Regions from separate parts of the Zea mays genome. Here region 1 is linked to region 2. The links are chromatin contacts, called in public Hi-C maps. All regions are on one chromosome and are shown on one strand. Each heading gives the region's core, a stretch centred on a gene start, on an enhancer-like site or on the middle of the called end of the contact. The rest is flanking DNA. Distances are from core to core; before and after follow the strand shown. Region 1 holds the start of LOC109944008 (transcription factor RAX2). Region 2 overlaps LOC542319 (acetyl-coenzyme A carboxylase).

Region 1 (6,439 bases), core at 606-3,105, 220 kb after region 2:
ACATACGTCTATATAACTACATACTCATCAGTCCCAGTACGCATGTACTGTATATATATACATGTGTGCCTGGAGGCAGCAGATGCATGAACGCTGTTTAGTTGCTGCATCATGGGCTTTTTACAACTCGGCCGTCCGTGGACGACAAAAAGTATACGTGAGGATGGATTGGAGAGGCCAGGGAGGCTAGCTGCTGCCTACCTACCTCCCTGCCTGCCTGCCTGCGCACTAATACACCGGCCAGCTCATGCCGATTCCATCCCCGGCCGGTTAGAGTTTTGGCGTAACAAGTTTCCGACCTTTGAAATCTGTGTACCCGCCTTTAAAATTTCAGTTGTCATACTGGTTTTAATTTAATTTCAGACGACTGAATGAAAAAAACAACTGATTATAGATACCACCTTCGTCGTAGCTGTGTTTTAAATAGCCGGATACATAGTTTATCCTCACCCTTCTCAAACTTGCAAATATCAGGATAAATCACAATATAATGAAACATAACTTTTCACTGATAAAAATGATATATCGGGATATATCGTCCATGCAGTTATTTAAAACCTTGCTTCATATGGAGTCAAATCTATATGATTCACTTGATTAGCACTACACCAAAATCATACACTTCCTACGGTTTTTTAACTTCCTACAGCTTTTATATAAAACCGTAGGAAATACATAACTTCCGAGAGGCAACTGATACCTCTAGGAAATAAACATAACTTCCTACAGTTTTTTATAAAAGCTGTCGGAAGTTACAAAACCGTAGGAACTTAACTAACTTCCTACGGCTGGCTCTAGGAAGTTAGGTTTCATCCGTTCACAAGCCAATAGGAAGTTAGTCAGCTGACGGCGCTGACGGCGTGAAACTACTAACTTCCGAGAATCTACTAACTTCCGAGAGGTTTATTAAGCTGTAAGAAGTTAGGTAACTTCCTAGAGCCCTCTAGGAAGTTAAGCTAACTTCCGACAAAAAAATTTCGAGAGCCAAACTTCCGACGGGATGACTTAACTTCCGAGAGTTTCGCTAACTTCCTAAAGTTTAGGCCTAACTTCCTAGGGTTTAGGCTCTAGAAAGTTTACTATTTTGGTGTAGTGTAGATATTGTGCGGAGTCATTTCATCTTCAAACAATTCAACTAAAAAACTTAAGCTTATAGGAAGAGATTTACGATTCACTTATATTTTAACAGTATAATCATATTATTAGCTTAACTCAAGTTAATTAATTTGTAGAGCTAGAAAGATCATTATATTTTTGGAACTAATACTGTGGAGTTTCACACAAAACAGTAGTATTTCTTTTTACCTACTCCCAATAATGTGCCTTCAAATGGGAACACTACACTACATATATATGGATCCACATCGCCAAAAACTAGACATCAGTCAGACGCTAACGCTATCCACCACACATTGCCTTTTTTGTATCCAGATATACATATGTCCAGGCCGGCTAGCTGTACTTAATTTGCCATCTATCAAATCATATCACAGATTAAAAAACACTCTAATACCAAAGATAGGCATCATCACTGAAAACTATCCATCTCATGTGCCATGCATCCACTTACTAATAATCTCTCCAAAAAAAAGTATGCAAATTTCCTGAGAGAGAGAGAGAGACAGAGACAGACCACATTTAGCCCAAGTACACACTGACTTTAGTGATTCACTCTACGGCCGGATGCCATCCAGTGCCAGGCTACCTGCAAACAAACACGCGCCTTGGGCGATTCCATGTGCAAGTGTACTTTGTTTACAGAAAAGACAGGGGGCTCTTATTATGAAACTAATAGCCAACCTTTTCCCCCCTTGAGTGCTGAGATTTGTAGGGGCCAACCATCAAGCAGGAGGTGATTGCAACCAAACAAATACTATCCCACACATTGACTTCCTACCCCTTCCCTTCGTCTCTCCCTATCATCCTCTCTCTGCAGCTCAGCTAGCCTCACTGTCGCCCTCGTCAGTCTTATATATTTTATGTGCTCTCTTGTTCCCTTGTGTGATGTCTCCTCTTCCTCTCCCTATCCTTGCTTTCTGTGCCTCTCAACAAAGGGCAGTGTTCCTTGCTATGTCATCTAGCTAGATAGCACAGAGCAAGCTGCCTGGGCAGGCAGCTAGAAAATTAACAACAAAAAAAAAAGGTCAGGAGCAGTGGGATTTGGTAGCTTGCTGTTGCTTTTGGCTTCGTCTCCGGGCACATCTCACTGCTGAAACCTCATGGGGAGGGCTCCGTGCTGCGACAAGAACAATGTGAAGAAAGGGCCATGGTCTCCTGAGGAGGACGCCAAGCTCAAGGAGTTCATCGAGAAGCATGGCACCGGTGGGAATTGGATTGCTCTCCCTCAAAAAGCAGGTAGTATATATATGTGCATGATTTATCAACCTACATATACATAGAGTCATAGATGTGATGTGGCTTTTCATCAGCTGGTTTGGGGATTTCATGATGTTAACAGTTGAGTTTGAGTCCAAACAGTCTAGGTTCTTGGTGCTGATGTCTTTCTTTCTTTTTTTGTTTCTAATTTGTTTGCCCCCTTATTTATGTTTTTTCTGCTTGGATCTGTTTGGGATGACTTCAAATTAGGATTGTTCTGAGACAACTTGTTTATAAGAAAAAAAAGAAGAAAAACATATACATGGTATCTCTCATGAATTTACTATAAGAACGCTCATGAAACTTTGCTCCCTCTTCCTCACCCCTCTACTCCCTTTGTCTACAACTTGCTAGGATTCTATTGATCTTCAAGATTCATTAGCTTCACTACTTCCCAGTTTGATGGTCTCCTTCTAGTCAGGATCATCATAACTTCTTTTCAGCACACTTTTAGAATCAAAGCTTTCTCTCTGCTATGCACTACCTACAATCTCGCTATGCTTGGTATTTTGCGTTTCGATCTTGGTATTTGGGGTTTTCACTGACCATTTCCTTGGATCGATGTGGAGTATATTTCCTTGGATGTGTAGTATTCCGACAAAGATCGTGGCGTTGTTTATGGTTTAAGGACCAGTGATGTCCCTAGCTAGTCTCGCAGTTAGGTGTCATGCGACTATAGCAGGACTCTAATTGTAGTGGCAAGTCAAAGTCCAGGTTCCTAACCGAAGAAGGATTGCCATACAAGTCTTCTTCCCATGCATGTGATAGTTTCATATTACGCCCATAATTGCATGCTACTTTCTATATATCGTCTTCAATTTTTTCTGTGTTCGCCAAACAAAACCAAAAAAAATCACAAGAGTGACTACTCGGAGTTTCTAATGGCGCGTATTCTGTTATTTTGATTCTAGGGTTGAGGAGATGTGGCAAGAGCTGCAGACTTAGATGGTTAAACTACCTGAGGCCTAACATTAAGCACGGGGAGTTCACTGAGACCGAAGACAGGGTCATCTGCAGCATGTATGCAAGTATAGGAAGCAGGTGGGTGAAAAAAAACTGGATATATATGTAGTCCTATCTATTATGGATTAACTCCTTTTTACCATTATGATGACCCAAAAGTCCACACGCATTAATCGTCCTTAATTTGTTCTTACATATACAAGTACCTTAATGTAGAAATATATGCAAACTAATCAAGAGGGAGTTCAGAATTCACACTTGAGAAGAAGGAAGATTAACTTTCATTACATATAGCTAGCTCTAGATAGTTTTTTTACTTCTAAAAGTGATTCTCTAGCTATAGTTACAAAAGACCAAGAACCAATATTCTTGATGGCGGTCTACACACAAAATCTCCCTCTATCTTGAGCTGTGTGCATGAGAAAATGAAATCAAACCAACAAGAAGAACGGAATGCGTATGCTAATTCATCATCTGCGTGTATTACACATGACATCTCAGGTGGTCGATCATCGCGTCGCAGCTGCCCGGGCGCACCGACAACGACATCAAGAACTATTGGAACACCAAGCTGAAGAAGAAGCTCCTCGGCTCCTCAGCCGCGCCACACCCTCACCGCGCACCACGGCAGCAGCAGCAGCAGCAGCACCACCACCACCGGCCCGGCCTCAACCTGATGCTCCAACAAACGTTGCCCTCCTTACCCCAGCTGGCCACCTACAACAGCTTCTTCTCCGGCGCAGGCGGAGGAGCCCTCCACCACGACGACCCCATCATCCCCGCGCTAGCACTTCCGCCGCCACACCAGGACTACATGCTAAGCCCCGGCGGCGGCGCCGGCCTTGGCATCCCAACGTCACTGCTGCACGCGCAGCAGCAGCAGCAGTTTCAGCAGCAGCACCAGCAGCATGTGGTGAAGGAGGAGAGCGGCAGCATGATCGTGTTCGGCAGGGACCAGCAGAGCTGCAGCTCGTCGGACGGCGGCGGCGCGCATAGCCAGCACCAGCCGCAGTACGGCAATGGCCATGGCAAGGAGCTGAGCTTCGACGGCTACTTGTTCGGCTACAGCAACGGCGGCAGCGGCATGGAGCACGACAACTGCGGCAGGCTGATGCAGCAGCTGCAGGACGCTCACCAGCAGCAAGCCCATCAGCATCTAGTGCCTGTGGAGTACAACTACGAGGAGATCAAGCAGCTGCTCATGAGCACAGCCGCCGCCGATACTCTGCACGCCGCCGGCAGCCACGACGACGACGACGACAACGGCGGGATTGAAGGGTTCGGCGGCTCGCAAGGGAATAAGGTGACGATGATGTAAATTGACGACTGCTTCTGAGAGATGGACGTACGACACGACACAGGGTAAAAGCGATTGATGATCAACGCGCAAGGTGTGTGTTTGATTTTTACTGCTGTATTCTTGCTTCTTCTTACTTCTCTTCTGATTCTATGGCCGTACGTGTAGTGTGCTAGTACGTGCGCGTGCGTACGTGTGTGTGTGGGCACGTTAATTACCCTGTGTCATGGCTGCATACACGTGCAGGATGCTGCGTGCGTGTTACAGGCTGTGTATGTGACCGTGACATGGGATCGAAGAAATTCTGCCCTCTCCTCTCTCTCTCTCCTCCTATATATTACTGTTGTACTTGTCTCTCTTTCTCTCTCTCTTTTGCCTCACCAGAGAGGTATAGTGTCACGAGCATCAGAGCAAGATGAGGTACACTGTTGCAAGACTTGTTACCGTGTGTTTCCTAGCTGTTTCTTTGGACTGGGAGTCTGGACACCACCAGGGTACACTACTGGCTGGGTCAGGCCTTCTTCATCATTTGCTAGTGCAGTGCAGCTAGCTGGATATTGCTGATGATATCTGCACTGTGTGCATGCACCATTATTTATTTCCTTCGTTCCTCCTACTGTATATGTGCCTGCTGATGTGATGCTTGGACGGCCATGACATTGAACTCTGTTGCGCATGCAGCGCGCTAGTAGATTGGTTGGTTGATCGATGCTGTGGGATCGATGTGGCACGACTGCAGCAGGGCAAAAGTGCATGTGGGAAACAACGTACATCTTGTGAGTTGTAGCGGTAGTGGGTCGGGACGGGACGACGACGTCCATATTCATGCATGCATGCATGCATGAGATGAGCTAGCATGATAGGACGACGACATGCATGCACATGGGAGGAGGAGGAGGGGGCGTGTACGTTGGAGGTCGTAAATAAGCTAGTACATCTAAGACGACCGAGTCCGGCCTGCCGTGTCCGCCGCGCGCATTGCCAGTCTACTATGTTGTACGTACGTGCCATAGGGTGATAAGAAACGTGCCTTGTCTGTCAGACACCCGCATCGTTTTAGCGCTCGCGATGCAAAGATTCCACTTCTACCAGAGAGATCGACCATCAGGGTCAGGGAGAGCCAAAGATTCCTGTCCGGGTTTTACTCTTTTTTTTTAACATACTTTACTACTGCGTCAGATCATGGACAGACATTTTTGTCCAACATTGTGAAGGATATCCGTCTCTTTGTCGTCGTCGTCGTAGACCTTGCCGCTAGCTCCGATGCGCGCGTATGTCTATGGATATAACCTTATTTTATTTTATCTGCTATATATCTATATATCTATCTATCTATCTCGGTTCTAGTGTGCTCTACTTCATGTGTATGCCATCAATATGCTAGAGCAGTAATTTATGGGTGATAATAATGGACCATGATCTAAACGTTTTTTTTCACAATTTATTTGAGCTCTTAATTAATTTTAGTTAAAAATGAATAGAAATAATTAAGGGTCTGATCCGAATAGGATCGGTTGTTTAAATCTTATAGTCCAAAATTTAGAGCTCGTTACAGCAGCCGTCATTTGTTTAGGGGCTTTTACTTCTTTAACTTTTCATCTCAGCAGCAGTACTATTCGAGGCATAAATTAATCCTGTGCTATCACAGTAAACTAATGTTAGTACAATCGTTTGCAGGCTTGCAGTGAGATACTGAGCATTGTTAATTTCCCGAAGCCGAAGAGAGATCCACCCCTTGTCCCGGTTCAGGACCATGGGCTGCCAACTCACGTTTCTTCAGGCCGGCACTGTCACATCGTAATT
Region 2 (6,514 bases), core at 796-3,295:
TTGAAGGTGAAAGGATACAATGAAATGAAGTATACTCCTTCGCGTGACCGCCAATGGCATATCTACACACTAAGAAATACTGAAAACCCCAAAATGTTGCATAGGGTGTTTTTCCGAACTATTGTCAGGCAACCCAATGCAGGCAACAAGTTTACATCGGCTCAGATCAGCGACGCTGAAGTAGGATGTCCCGAAGAATCTCTTTCATTTACATCAAATAGCATCTTAAGATCATTGATGACTGCTATTGAAGAATTAGAGCTTCATGCAATTAGGACAGGTCATTCTCACATGTATTTGTGCATACTGAAAGAGCAAAAGCTTCTTGACCTCATTCCATTTTCAGGGTAAGTGTGCACATAATCATTTTCAGGAAATGTTTATGCATTGACTATTATATCAGTCTCCTTAACAAGCTTTTCGTATTACTCAGGAGTACAATTGTTGATGTTGGCCAAGATGAAGCTACCGCTTGTTCACTTTTAAAATCAATGGCTTTGAAGATACATGAGCTTGTTGGTGCAAGGATGCATCATCTGTCTGTATGCCAGTGGGAGGTGAAACTCAAGTTGGACTGTGATGGCCCTGCAAGTGGTACCTGGAGAGTTGTAACTACAAATGTTACTGGTCACACCTGCACCATTGATGTAAGTTGTCCCTACTGTTTTAGTATTCTGTACATTGCACACATCACAATACAAGTCAATGTGTGGTTCTTATATTTAACTGCCATCCATGTCATTATTTTCTGAAGCACATAGTACTTCTAATGGTTTTAGATATACCGAGAAGTGGAGGAAATAGAATCGCAGAAGTTAGTGTACCATTCAGCCACTTCGTCAGCTGGACCATTGCATGGTGTTGCACTGAATAATCCATATCAACCTTTGAGTGTGATTGATCTAAAGCGCTGCTCTGCTAGGAACAACAGAACAACATATTGCTATGATTTTCCGCTGGTGAGTTGACCCCCCTTCCCCTGTCAATAACCATCTGTAGTTATTTTTAACCTAAGCTCATAATGATGGAAAAAATGTAGGCCTTTGAAACTGCACTGCAGAAGTCATGGCAGTCCAATGGCTCTACTGTTTCTGAAGGCAATGAAAATAGTAAATCCTACGTGAAGGCAACTGAGCTAGTGTTTGCTGAAAAACATGGGTCCTGGGGCACTCCTATAATTCCGATGGAACGCCCTGCTGGGCTCAACGACATTGGTATGGTCGCTTGGATCATGGAGATGTCAACACCTGAATTTCCCAATGGCAGGCAGATTATTGTTGTAGCAAATGATATCACTTTCAGAGCTGGATCATTTGGCCCAAGGGAAGATGCATTTTTTGAAACTGTCACTAACCTGGCTTGCGAAAGGAAACTTCCTCTTATATACTTGGCAGCAAACTCTGGTGCTAGGATTGGCATAGCTGATGAAGTAAAATCTTGCTTCCGTGTTGGATGGTCTGACGAAGGCAGTCCTGAACGAGGGTTTCAGTACATCTATCTGACTGAAGAAGACTATGCTCGCATTAGCTCTTCTGTTATAGCACATAAGCTGGAGCTAGATAGTGGTGAAATTAGGTGGATTATTGACTCTGTTGTGGGCAAGGAGGATGGGCTTGGTGTCGAGAACATACATGGAAGTGCTGCTATTGCCAGTGCTTATTCTAGGGCATATGAGGAGACATTTACACTTACATTTGTGACTGGGCGGACTGTAGGAATAGGAGCTTATCTTGCTCGACTTGGTATACGGTGCATACAGCGTCTTGACCAGCCTATTATTTTAACAGGGTTTTCTGCCCTGAACAAGCTCCTTGGGCGGGAAGTGTACAGCTCCCACATGCAGCTTGGTGGTCCTAAGATCATGGCGACCAATGGTGTTGTCCACCTCACTGTTCCAGATGACCTTGAAGGTGTTTCCAATATATTGAGGTGGCTCAGCTATGTTCCTGCAAACATTGGTGGACCTCTTCCTATTACCAAACCTCTGGACCCTCCAGACAGACCTGTTGCTTACATCCCTGAGAACACATGCGATCCACGTGCAGCTATCTGTGGTGTAGATGACAGCCAAGGGAAATGGTTGGGTGGTATGTTTGACAAAGACAGCTTTGTGGAGACATTTGAAGGATGGGCAAAAACAGTGGTTACTGGCAGAGCAAAGCTTGGAGGAATTCCTGTGGGCGTCATAGCTGTGGAGACACAGACCATGATGCAGATCATCCCTGCTGATCCAGGTCAGCTTGATTCCCATGAGCGATCTGTCCCTCGTGCTGGACAAGTGTGGTTCCCAGATTCTGCAACCAAGACCGCTCAGGCATTATTAGACTTCAACCGTGAAGGATTGCCTCTGTTCATCCTGGCTAATTGGAGAGGCTTCTCTGGTGGACAAAGAGATCTCTTTGAAGGAATTCTTCAGGCTGGGTCAACAATTGTCGAGAACCTTAGGACATATAATCAGCCTGCTTTTGTGTACATTCCTATGGCTGGAGAGCTTCGTGGAGGAGCTTGGGTTGTGGTCGATAGCAAAATAAATCCAGACCGCATTGAGTGTTATGCTGAAAGGACTGCCAAAGGTAATGTTCTCGAACCTCAAGGGTTAATTGAAATCAAGTTCAGGTCAGAGGAACTCCAAGACTGTATGGGTAGGCTTGACCCAGAGTTGATAAATCTGAAAGCAAAACTCCAAGATGTAAATCATGGAAATGGAAGTCTACCAGACATAGAAGGGATTCGGAAGAGTATAGAAGCACGTACGAAACAGTTGCTGCCTTTATATACCCAGATTGCAATACGGTTTGCTGAATTGCATGATACTTCCCTAAGAATGGCAGCTAAAGGTGTGATTAAGAAAGTTGTAGACTGGGAAGAATCACGCTCGTTCTTCTATAAAAGGCTACGGAGGAGGATCGCAGAAGATGTTCTTGCAAAAGAAATAAGGCAGATAGTCGGTGATAAATTTACGCACCAATTAGCAATGGAGCTCATCAAGGAATGGTACCTTGCTTCTCAGGCCACAACAGGAAGCACTGGATGGGATGACGATGATGCTTTTGTTGCCTGGAAGGACAGTCCTGAAAACTACAAGGGGCATATCCAAAAGCTTAGGGCTCAAAAAGTGTCTCATTCGCTCTCTGATCTTGCTGACTCCAGTTCAGATCTGCAAGCATTCTCGCAGGGTCTTTCTACGCTATTAGATAAGGTAAATTTGCTTACAGTTTCACCTTATTTTTTATTTGCAATTAACCTGTGGTCTTCGATTGGTTGGTGTCTGTTGCGTCTCACTTCTTTAGAGCTCTATTTCAATTGCATGTTGCTGGGCACTTAATTCCAAACATACATGACATCTTATCAGTAGATGATTCTAACACATAACCATTGCCTTCTCACCCTGCTTTGTCTTTGGATGCTGCTCATCAGATGGATCCCTCTCAGAGAGCGAAGTTTGTTCAGGAAGTCAAGAAGGTCCTTGATTGATGATACCAACACATCCAACACAATGTGTGCATGTCACATCTTTTTGTTCTAGTACATACATAGAAGGATATTGCTTGGTCTTGATTGATCATGTCTGATTTAAGTCGACTATTATTTCTTGGAATTTTCTTTTGGACCTGGTGCTATGGTTGATGGATGTATATTGGATATGTGCGTTCTGCCAGGTGTAAGCACAAAGGTTTAGACAGACCGAGAGCAAGAGCGAGTGAACCTGTTCTGGTTTTGCAGTGGTTCAGTAAGGCAGAAAGTTGTTAAACCGTAGTTCTGAGATGTATTACCAGTGGCGCCATGCTGTACTTTTAGGGTGTATAATGCGGATACAAATAAACAATTTAGCGGTTCATTAAAGTTTGAACTCAAATAACATGTTCTTTGTAAGCATATGTACCGTACCTCTACGTGAAATAAAGTTGTTGAATTAGCATTCGACATCAGAATTTGTTAGGACTAGGTTTTGTATGGTTTAGGGAGGTGTAATAGTGTCACACCCGGATTTCGGGGCATCAAGACCCGGGCGCGAACATAATCATCAGGTATAATCATCAGGTGTGCTGGGACCAAGTCTCACACATATGATGAATCATGGCACATGATCGAATGTCACATCTTTACTATATAATCGGGGTTTTGTACAAAATAAATAAATAAATACATTATATGGAGACAATGGTCCAGCAACCCAAAGTTGACTGGGAGACGATGACTTAGATCTCTCACAAACTTGTCACATCATCCTTCATGTGTCTCATCTTGTGGTACCTGTTCTTGACCTGTGGGGGGTGTGAGACAGCAAGAGTGAGCTCACATACATTCATCGCTCAACAAGTTGTGGGGAATAATGTGCATGAACTCGCCAAATGTGGGAGCTCACGTGAAGTGTAAGTCTTACCAAAGAGGATGGTTAGAGCTGAGCATTGCTTTTAAAGTTGATCAAAATTTTATTAGCAATTACTAAGTATAAGTAAATACCAACCCAATTAAGTAGCAGAACAAAAAGTAACAACCTCACCTGCGATGCAATGCATATGACAAATTAAGTTTAAGTTCCATAATTTAATCATCAGAGAGTCCTGAGCTGCTTATGACCGTGAGCTCGGCTAGTATACCAGTTTTACACTCTGTAGAGGTTGTACCCTTTACCCACAAGTCGTGTATCCTATGTCGCCAGGGTTAGCTAGACCCTTAGACACTACCGAGGTGAATGGCTAGGGATCCACTACGAGGCCTTTACAAAGTTCCACTAGCTTCCGAAAACCGCTACAGTTTATGAGAAGCGCACTTGCAAGAATCCCTCGTCTGACCGCCATCGCAGCAAAATCAACCCGAGAACCTCCTTGCATGCATCTCCCCTACTGCCCTTGCCCCTTTCGGGTAAGGTAGTCTTCCGCTAGCTTTCCTAATTAATCAGCCAAGGGCGTTCATAAACCCTTGTGGTGGCACGTGTTTCTCAAGTTAAGCTCTATGTTCCAATTAACATTAATGATCTTGACATGAACATAAATAGAATAACAAAAGAATTGGAACATAGATATAATAAATGATTATCCCAAAACCATGTAAAGCAATAACAAACTACCCAAGTGATTCAGGGGTAAACAAGGTAATGTGATAAACAATCTAGGGTGACCTATTGAGTCCCATCAAAATTAAGCCTATGCATGGTAAATGATTATAAAGAACATTGTTAGGTAACAAAAGTGATCAAGGGCACAACTTGCCTGGGACTTGAGATTCCAGGTACCAGGATGATTCTTCAGATTCTCGTGACCTCACTGCTAATCGTAGCAATACAAACAAACATAGTATAGGCAAAATAAATATCACACCAAATATAAGAACAAACTACGTAATAATACTCTACGCGTCGCTATGAGATCGGGGGATCGAGAACCACTAAATTCGAGGTTACGGTTATGAAGTTATGGTTTTCCTAAATTATTAAGCACTTAGAATAGATTAATTCAAATGAACAATTTTAATTCAAGTTTCATGGTTAGACAGTGTTACTAGGTGGTAGACAAGATTAAAACAAAATTAATGTCTCTGGAATGAATTAATTTGGAGCTAAAATAAATTTAATATGAATTATATAAGTTTCTAGATTTATTTGTGTATTGAAAATCAAATTCTAAATTCATTTTCCTGATTTTTCCTGAGCTCTGGACTGGGCGCCAATAACAGAAAAACACAGGGGCCATAATCACAATTACCCTAAGACTCAGGCTTCCCCGCGAACAGGACTGCGGGTTGTTTATAGTTAAATAGGAGGTCTCTTTTGCAAAACGCGCAGGTCGAAAGGGTATCGGTTAATTCTGGCCGCCCGATTTGTATCCTGTGGTTCAGATTAGATCCATAGCTGCCCCAACCGGTATGCGCAGACGACCGACTGATCCGAGATCTACGGCCTAGAAAGTGCCACGCCACCGACATGACCCAACCATCGGATCGTCCATCCGCGGCACAGATTTTATTTCGCGAACAGGTACGAGGTGTTTTGATCGTAGCCGCCCAGGCCAGATCAACGGTCGCAGTTTTTTTTCTTCTCCCGACTGAACCCGAGTAGGGGCAGCACGGAAGTGCCCAGGGCAGCGGCGCCATCGCCGGGGTTGTGCGAAATTGAGCTGCGGTGACTAATTCTCTGGTCCAAATGAAGCTATGCATAGTGGGGACCGAGGGGAACTTAACGAAGGTGCTTACCACCGTCAGAAGATGAAGTGGGGGCTCGGCCACAGGGAGGTGCGGACTACAGAGGTGATGGAGTTACGACGAGCAATTGTCGTGCTCCCAGTCGCCCACAACACAAAACACCGCAATGAGTACGTCAGGCATACCACGGCGACCTCCATTGCCCAATCTAGGGCCCCGAGCGCCACCAATGGCAGCCGCCCCAGTTGATGAATTGGATCTCGAATCCGCCACGACGGGGTGGGCACCGACAGCGAAGATTTGAGGATGGCTGAGCTCGGAGATGTGAGGCGGGAGTCCCAGGGGTCTCGAGTTTATATCCAGGTACGCGGAA

Evidence for each region. A called contact is a pair of places that touch in the nucleus more often than the background predicts.
Region 1: a contact with region 2 is called in a Hi-C map of leaf, with 7 times the contacts expected there. The contact joins the promoter of LOC109944008 here to the enhancer-like site in region 2. A contact is called at or near these places in 2 of 25 Hi-C or Micro-C datasets (leaf and an unstated tissue).

Annotation. Positions count from the first base shown.
Region 1 is chr2:85,047,883-85,054,321 of Zm-B73-REFERENCE-NAM-5.0, forward strand. It overlaps LOC109944008 (transcription factor RAX2), which reads left to right and starts at 1,856. Exons shown (of 3, transcript XM_020548353.2): 1 at 1,856-2,355; 2 at 3,288-3,417; 3 at 3,841-5,093. The coding sequence starts at 2,220. The coding sequence ends at 4,657.
Region 2 is chr2:84,829,071-84,835,584 of Zm-B73-REFERENCE-NAM-5.0, forward strand. LOC542319 (acetyl-coenzyme A carboxylase) reads left to right here. Exons shown (of 33, transcript NM_001111903.1): 29 at 1-347; 30 at 434-647; 31 at 780-959; 32 at 1,040-3,199; 33 at 3,418-3,924. The coding sequence ends at 3,474. Among protein-coding and RNA genes, the nearest start is that of LOC542319, 12 kb to the left of the region's middle. Within about 2 kb of position 2,046, at least 4 of the 20 cell types and tissues checked have an H3K27ac peak or open chromatin away from gene starts, as enhancers often do.